Linked DNA regions of Mus musculus: region 1 is linked to region 2. A link is a contact called in public promoter capture Hi-C data. All regions are on one chromosome and are shown on one strand. Each heading gives the region's core, a stretch centred on a gene start, on an enhancer-like site or on the middle of the called end of the contact. The rest is flanking DNA. Distances are from core to core; before and after follow the strand shown. Region 1 holds the start of 4930478P22Rik (RIKEN cDNA 4930478P22 gene). Region 2 has its middle 7.6 kb from the start of Gm31601.

Region 1 (3,952 bases), core at 470-2,969, 190 kb before region 2:
CTGTGAGTTTGAGGCCAGCCTGCTCAACAGAGCTAGTTCCAGGATAGCTAGGGCTAAACAGGGAAACCCTACCTCAAAACAAAACAAAACGACGACGACGACAACAAACAAATAAACATCAAAGCAAAACCAAAAACCCACAAAGAAATAAAATAAACCAGGTAGTTAACACAGGCAGTTAAGGCCACGGTGGCTTGAACCAGCTGGAAGGTGAGCAGACACGTTGGGATGACTCTGAGGGCAGGAGAGGTGGGAATCAGGACCTCCTGGATGGACAGAAGGGTTGAAAGTGGGCTTGAGTGTACCCTGAATGCCAGGCTCTGGGACTGAGATATACAGGGAGCCCCACCCCCTTTGGGCCTGGGTGGCACTTAGGAAGTACTACATGGTGAAAGGCCAAGGAGCTTGGCAGAAACTGCTGCTTGCTGACTCCCGGGCATAGCACTTCACAGTATGTAGAAAGCCAGGAATGCTTGGCTCTCAGCACCTGGCTCAAGGAGGGCCAGACTGGTAAGTGCTGAAAGGAAACCTTGAATGGTCATATTGTATGACTTCTTTGCGTGACAGGGGCTATGCCCGCATTTGAGATTCTGCACACTAAGATGACAGACAGAACCCATTCACTTACCAACTTGTAAGCCTCCCTATGAGACCTCCAAGTTCCTGGTCCTCTGTGCCAAGTGGGTTCCAGCCCAACCTCCCCAAAATGAATGCTGTGGGCTGTTTGTCTTGTTTAGGCTCTGGCCCAGGGTTGGGCTTGTCTACCCTGAATTCATTCAACGTCCCTCTCAGGGGCTTTTAGGTTCCACAGAGGTAAGAGCCCAAGGACCCTCAGCCACAGAAGCCAGTGAGTGAAATTGAGCCAGGGACAAAGACCCCCAGGCTGTAGACAGGAAGATATACTCAGGGATCAAGATGGGTAAAGTCTGTCTCTTCTCATCTTAGAATCCTGGGTCCCCAACCTGACGTGGTAGACAACGGGACAGTCTGCTCCAGGAGAGCTCTGGCATCCTGGGTTCAGACCTGCCTAGGAGGCTCAGGTCCAGGCCTGCTCCTTCAGGATATCTGCCTAACACTCACATGCAGAGTCCCCATAGCAGAGTCAGTCCAGATGAGGGCTTTGGATTCCAGACTTGTCCCCTGTCCAGCAGTCAACAGGATTCTCAGTAGGCATATGTGACATAATGGTGCCACCCAGTGGCCACCTCCAAATTGCATCCATGAGCTATAGGCAGGAAACCATCAGAATTGGGCAGGCGCCCCCTGCTGGTCAGCAGACTCATCGACCAGCTTTCTCTGTGCTTTAAGATGGGGATGAGGTGGGTGAAGAAGGGCTGGCACCCGTGATCTGCACCTCCCAGAACAGACAGATTTAGTAAATAAAACCACAGGCCCCGTCTTAGTTTCTTTTCCTGTTTTGCAATGAAATATCAGACAAAAGCAATTTAGGGGAGTGTTGGTTTTGTCTCACAGTATCGGGGCACGGCCCATTATGTTGTGCAAGTCTTGGTGGCAGCTGGTCACTTCACTTTCAGTCAGGGGACAGAGGGATGTGTTCTGCTCCTTAGCTCTCTTCCTTGTTATTATGCCACCAAAGACTCAAGCTCAGAGAATGGAGTCACTCATATTAGGGTGGGTTTTCGCACCTCAATCCCATCAAGATAATCCCACAAGCATGCTAGGATGCTAACCGATCCCTGGCAGGCACGACTGAAGGTCTGTCTCCTAGGTGATTTCAGATCTTGTCAAGTTGACAGTTGATATTAACTGTCACACATGCCCACCTCTGATGGAGAGGCATGAGGCCCCATTTAGCTGGGCCTGAAACTACCCTTGACTCGGTATCCAGAGTCCATTGTGAGAAGATAGAGGAAGTGGCCATCTTTCAGAGGGAGAAATGCTGTGTGTGTAGCTACAAAGTGGGGACTTTCCCCAGGAATTCTCTGGAAAGAATGCATGTAGACCAGCTAAGAAAGTTGGCCATCTGGCCTATGTGCTGAGAGCCAGTGGCTGGGTATGGATGGGGGTCGGGGAGAGAAATCAGAAAGTCCACAATGTCTCCAGTGGGGCCATCGGGAGCATTATCAAGGGCCAGGTGACAGTGCAGGTATCTGGAAACAGTGGGAACCAGAGGAGAGACTTCGGGGAGAGGCAGGGGTGCTATGGGTGGGGCCCGGGGAGGCAGAAAGGTGGGGAGTGGAACAGCTGGGGGTTTGTGTCAAAGTCTGGTACTGTCAGGTTGTAGAAGGAATGGGAGTCCCAGAGGATGCCTGGGTGAGTCTGACAGAGTCCAGATTGGGGGTGGTGGTGCCTGGGGCAGGTGGAGTGAGGGGTGCTGTCATATATAACTCACAGTAGGCTGGCAAAGAAGCCATGCTATTCAAAGTTGCCTATGGGGAAGATCTGGGCTTGGAGAGGCAGGATTGGGCTGTGTGGTATCATTAAGGGGAGTCTGCTAGCTGCAGAGATCCCCAACACTCCAGTCCCACTGGGCCCACTGGGCTAAAGCCAATGTGGCCAGGCTGGTGCCTTTTCTAGTGCAGAGGCTGCTGTGTCTCATGGCTCCCAGATGTCTTCCTCCTGCCCCTGGCACTGGCCTCTTACCATCAGGTCCACACACTATGTCAGGGCACTCTCCCCAGTTCGACACAGCTGGCCAGCACCCAAGAGTCCCCTTTGCTGAGGTCAAGACATCCACACATTCATAGACTCTGGGAGGGATTAGGATTCTGTTGAGAAGAGTCTGGGCCCTGCTCTGAGTTGTTCCTATTGAATACAACAATGTGGTATTGGGCAGGGGGTAGAGGTTGTGCCCTACTCTGTGAGACTCCATTTTACAAGCGACTTTTTACTCTGTTGTGAGAATGGAGGATGATGGCATGTCTAGGTGGGCACATGAAGAGAACCCCATGTATCAGCCTGGGTGAATAAATGACTTAGTCCTGAGTGGGAAGGGAGCCAGTCACCCAATGTGACGAACTGAGACTGTGGGCCCACAAGGGTACAAAATAGAGGAACCAAGGCCAAGAATGTATTGGATACACAAGACCAAGAACCTGAATCCCAGCATATCTATGACAGTGCCTCCATCAGCCTGTCATTCAGATAGACTATTCAGACTGGTTTGGTTATGCATATAGATGCAGCCCATTTACGGGCTGTCAGCCCATTCTCCTGATCACCTGTCTGACCCATAGTTCATATGTTTTCTCCACCTATACCCTGGTTCTGTCTCTTTATCCCTGCAGTTCCCTCTAGTCCATCTATGTCGTCACCCCCATACCCCACTCCCCACTCCCCATTTCCCCATCTCCGTGTTCGGTCCATGCCCCACCTCATTCACAGCAGCAGCCTCTCTGCAGATGGTTTGGATCCTTATCTCATCCATACCGACTCCATTTACATTTCTATCAGCTCGCTTCTGAAATCTTGAGCTCTGTACCATTCTATAACTCACATATATACATACATATGCTCACCGTGTGCTGTGCGATGCAAGCGACAATATTAGTAATTCAGATCAGAATAAAAAGCTGGGTTGGCCTCAATGAGATTCTCAGGAGAAATGGTGTTATTTGCTACATTGCTGCTGTGCCTCAGGACTTGCTGGGGGAAAACTCCAGCTTGTTGGTGTCTCTGATGTAGGGACCCAAGGACAGGCTCCTGGCTCAGCTACTGCTTCGGGGCCTTTTCACCTGCTGTGCCTGTTACTAGAATGTTTCCTCTCACACTCCCAGTTTGTTATCGTGAGAATTTCACTGTGGACTCTTCATTCCTTCTGAAAGCCTTCTGCCACACAACCCCCATCCCTATCTTGTTCTCCCCCCACCCCCACCCCCCTGCAGATTCTCCTCTGTACCAGTCCTTGCACTGTGCTGCAGAGTGTGAGCGCCATGGAGATGATGCTGCATGCTGCAGCCTGGAGGGGTTGCAGCAGCACACGTGACCTGAG
Region 2 (3,991 bases), core at 704-3,203:
ATGCTCACATAAGACAGTTCTCAGAGTGTGTCCCTGGTGGCTGTTCAGCTGGCCTTGTGCCCCAGACAGCATCCATCTCCACGCTGGCCAGTCCCCTCTGCTGCACCTGTGCCAAACTCCTAGTCACTAAACCACTGGCAAGCTGAGCCCCACTCAGGAGCAATTAGTGAACAAAATGTTTTCTCTTCCCCCCCCCACACACCCCGTAAAAAAAAAGCTATGCAGAGCCACATAATGGCCGTTTTTATTGCCGTTCTGTAAGCCGAGGGTGACAGCTGATATTTAGTGATGTGAGTCACGAGGATGTTTTTGCATTGGAAAATCGGTCGTCATCCTGGGGACAGAGAATCCGTCAAAAACAGCATCTGACAGACAGTGTTTGTCAAAGTCTGCCTCATGTCATCCTGGTCTACTCTGCACCATGTCTCAAAATTGCCATATGCAGAAGATCTTGGTGGCGTCAAATTATGTATAAATTCATAAAATGAACTAAAAGGCTTCCTGCCTAGTCAGCTTGTGTTACTGGAATGAAGTGTCTGTGATCAGTGACTTAGGGAAATTGTTTATTTTGGCTCACAGATTTGGAGGTGTCAGCCTGTGGCCAGGTGGCTCCATGTTGTGCGTCTGTGGTTAGCAGGACAAATTTGCAAGTCTTGGTGGCCAGGGAACAGACAAGACAAGACTGCTAGGGCACACCTTCAGTGTTTCCCCAACTAGGCCCCACCTGCCAGTAGTATCGCTGTTTTACAATCCTATTAAAGAATTAATCCGTTGACTGTCCAGAGCCCCCAGAATCCACTTACTTCCGCAAAAGCCAGTGAGCCCCAGGGACAACCCAGATTCAAGCTGTAACAAAGGCTGCATTGATGCTGCCCAAGCCTGCAGTGATTCCTACACAGTGAAGAGTGTGTCCTTTTCCTCCCCACGTTTCTTCCTCCATGCCTGCCTCATATCCCTTTCCATCTCCTCCTTTCTCTCTCTCTCTCTTTTCTGTGGTTTTCATGCTTGTGTCTTTGTCCACTCTGGTGTAATGACATAGCTCAGCCTGGGCTCATCAGCCTCAGACACTGACTTTTCAAGGTCTGGTGTCTGCTATTAAAGCACTGGCAGAAGGCCAGTCCTCTCCCCACCGTGTCTTCAATGGAGTGGAGGAGTGGGCAGCTCTGGGGCTCCCCTGCCAGCACACCGATCTCATGCCAACAGTTCCACTTCATGGTCATATGGCTCCTAAAGTTCTTTCTGGGATAAGTATTTTACCATGTGGGTCTCGGTGGACTGGCTCTCAGTAACTGTGTGTGTGTGTGTGTGTGTGTGTGTGTGTGTGTGTGTGTGTGTGTGTGTGTGTGTAAGTAACAAGAGGTCTGTTCTGTCCCATCTGAGCTGGTCATGGTAGAGCACACAGTAGGAAGATTTCTGAGGAGGCTGAGTTTAGGGGCAGCCTGAGCTACACCTGTGCCTGTTTGGCGGCGAACACCTACAATCAGTACTCGGCATTCAGATGGCTGAAGCAGGGGGATTGTGCTGGCCCTGGGCTTACGTGGTGGTTGTGAGACACCGTCCTATTGGAGGAAAGGAAGTCACCCAGTCAGGACTTGGAGACTGAATGGCCAAGTTTCCATTGGATCTGAGAAGCGTAATCTGCAGTGTGTGGGCCAGTCCCAACAAGCCCACCCACAGCTTGCAGTAGCTCCTGGAGACAATGAGACCTTCATCACCTGGTTCCTTCTGAAACGTCTGTCAACATCTAGCTTTGGTTCAACAAGCACCGTTAGTTCCAGCCTTTTCAGCGTGCAGTGAAGCCACAGCAGACTTGTGTTCTGGTGAAAAGCGGACCCAAGTGATTACAGCAAAGAAAGGACAGGATTTCAAAAATAGCAGTGGGTGAGAAGACTGACAGATGCTGTGCATTTGACAGGGTGACTCATTCTGTGACAGCTTGGTCCCCCGGGATGACTGTGAGTCACACACAAGAGGGGCTGCCTGAGCCCAGTCTCTGGGAACAAGGTGGTCACAGGTTGGCTTCAGAGTGAGAGAAGATGGTGGGAATTGGGGTTGATGCTCTGGACAAGCCTGGATTCAGTCAGACCTTGGGAGACAGGCAGGGCCAGGGTAACATCAAGGGGACCAAAGGGTTTCTATGACCAGGTTTGTACACCATGGAAGTGAAGCTCTCTGTGGGAGGACAGACACTACCAAAGAGCAGGGCAAGCAAGACAGAGCGGCCCCAGGTGACTGTGGTTCACAAACAGTCTCTCACTCCAGGACATGGACTTCACCTACTCTGCAGGGAAGGTCACAGCCTCTCAAGAGCCCCTAGACCTCATTGAGCTTCTGACTAGTTCCTGAGACCTGCGATGACAGACAGCAGCAATCGGACAGGACCAGTTCGTGGGAAGGCAGTGGAGACTGGCATGGGCAGGTGCTGGTTAAATCCCAGGGGCTCCCAAGAGCCCATCCTATCACATCCCACATATAGCTGGACAGGAGCAGGTCTTCACTGAGCCAGTCTGTTTCTTGTCTCCACGGACAAATACTTTAACAAGAATTCAACCCCACGCTAGTTGGAGAAGTCCAGATTGACATGAAGTGACAGCCATGTCTCTTCCAAGGTTTGACAAGACCTTTCTGCCTCTCCAGATCCTGGACTCCTGCTGGACTTTGGCTGAAGGCTGTTTACTTCAGAGTTGGTGACCATGATCTCAATGAGGAATGTAGGCATAAATTTTTCTCAGCCTACTTTAATAAGGGTTCAACCTCCCCTCTAGCCCACCACCCACCAGATGTGGTGGAAAAGAAAGGTTATTAGGACAAAGGGGAAGTAGACCTGTTTAGAAATAGTTCTTTGGGGTGATTTCAATCTTCATTGTTCTCAGTCCAGTCCAGTAGCAAACACCAGATATGAATCAGCAGCTGCAGACCAGTCCACTCAGCAGACACCACACACAAAGCAGCAAGGGCAGTTCAATCCAGAAGAAATTCAGAAGGACTCACCAACTGGACAGAGTCTGAGGAAGCAGAGAGAAGCAGCAGAAATCTCATGAATTCTGTGGCGAGTTTCTTTCTATGACATCACCATAAGCGAAGCTCAGCAATGCAGTGTAAGGTGAACCAATCCGTGTGTATTGCCATCAAAGAATAGCTAGGTAGAGGATCCCATTATCTCTAGGGTCATATTTATATTCTTTCTAAATATCACATATTTGTTTCACACGTCTGCTTTAACAAAGAATCCTATCACCTGTGTGCCCCAGAAAAACATTATTTGGCATAACTGGCTTTCCAAAGAAACCAGAAGTTTCCATTTCAGAGGAAAAAGGCCTCTGATCACATGGTCTCCTCTATCTTCTTGCTTGCCATAGTATGTAGGATCCACCCAAGTGATCCAGGGCCAGCTCATCTTGAGATTTTTATGGGTTAGTAAAGATGTTTTCTCCCCAGTGATGTCAGCAAAGCTTCAAGGCCTCATGTGGGCATGTCTTTGGGAGCTACAGTTCAGACCTTTCCCAAGTCCTGGCTTTCTCAACCAACTGAGCTCCCCCAACACCACAGCTGGACCACACTTGTCAGACAAGTACCTAATAGTCTGTTTTGAGCCACTATCCAGCATTCCCTTGGGCCCCCCCCCAAAAAGATTTGTCTATAAATGGTCTTCATGTTGGTGAGAACATGCATGGACCTTCTGCCTGCCAAGGTTTATAGGACTTCAAGTCACCATGACAAATGTCCCCAAGAAGTGTTCGGCATTGGGCTCCTTCCCAGACGTACAATGTTAAGGTAGTGTCTGCCCTTCCATAAAGTGGCCATGGTCCCATGCAACCCCCTATGGTGGGCAAGAGGTTGAATAAGGCGTAAAGTGCTGAGGAGCAAGAGGTGAGAGACTGGCACCCAGAGTAGGGTCTGGAGAGTCCTTGGAACTATGGCACAGCCACAGCCGTGCTAAGCTCACCTGGAGGGAGGAGGAAGAGGAGGAGGAGGAGGAGGAGGAGGAGGA

The links. Promoter capture Hi-C pulls out the DNA fragments that hold promoters and counts their contacts.
Region 1: a contact with region 2 is called in a promoter capture Hi-C map of hippocampal neurons, with 7 times the contacts expected there. The contact joins the promoter of 4930478P22Rik here to the enhancer-like site in region 2. A contact is called at or near these places in 3 of 39 promoter capture datasets (the C10 cell line, hippocampal neurons and liver), 1 of 15 datasets of contacts at CTCF or cohesin (large pre-B cells), 42 of 484 Hi-C or Micro-C datasets (the AtT-20 cell line, the Ba/F3 cell line, the C10 cell line and 26 more), 5 of 115 datasets of contacts at active chromatin or transcription factors (the 230-238 cell line, bone marrow-derived dendritic cells, hepatocytes and 2 more) and 1 of 9 other capture datasets (embryonic stem cells).

What each region holds. Positions count from the first base shown.
Region 1 is chr5:35,359,320-35,363,271 of GRCm38.p6, reverse strand. 4930478P22Rik (RIKEN cDNA 4930478P22 gene) reads right to left here and starts at 1,719. Exons shown (of 4, transcript NR_046060.1): 1 at 629-1,719.
Region 2 is chr5:35,166,968-35,170,958 of GRCm38.p6, reverse strand. No RefSeq gene overlaps it. Among named protein-coding and RNA genes, the nearest start is that of Gm31601, 7.6 kb to the right of the region's middle. Within about 2 kb of position 1,953, at least 33 of the 459 cell types and tissues checked have an H3K27ac peak or open chromatin away from gene starts, as enhancers often do. A contact at or near this core is called in the 230-238 cell line, Sertoli cells, cerebellum and 2 more, where this site is marked.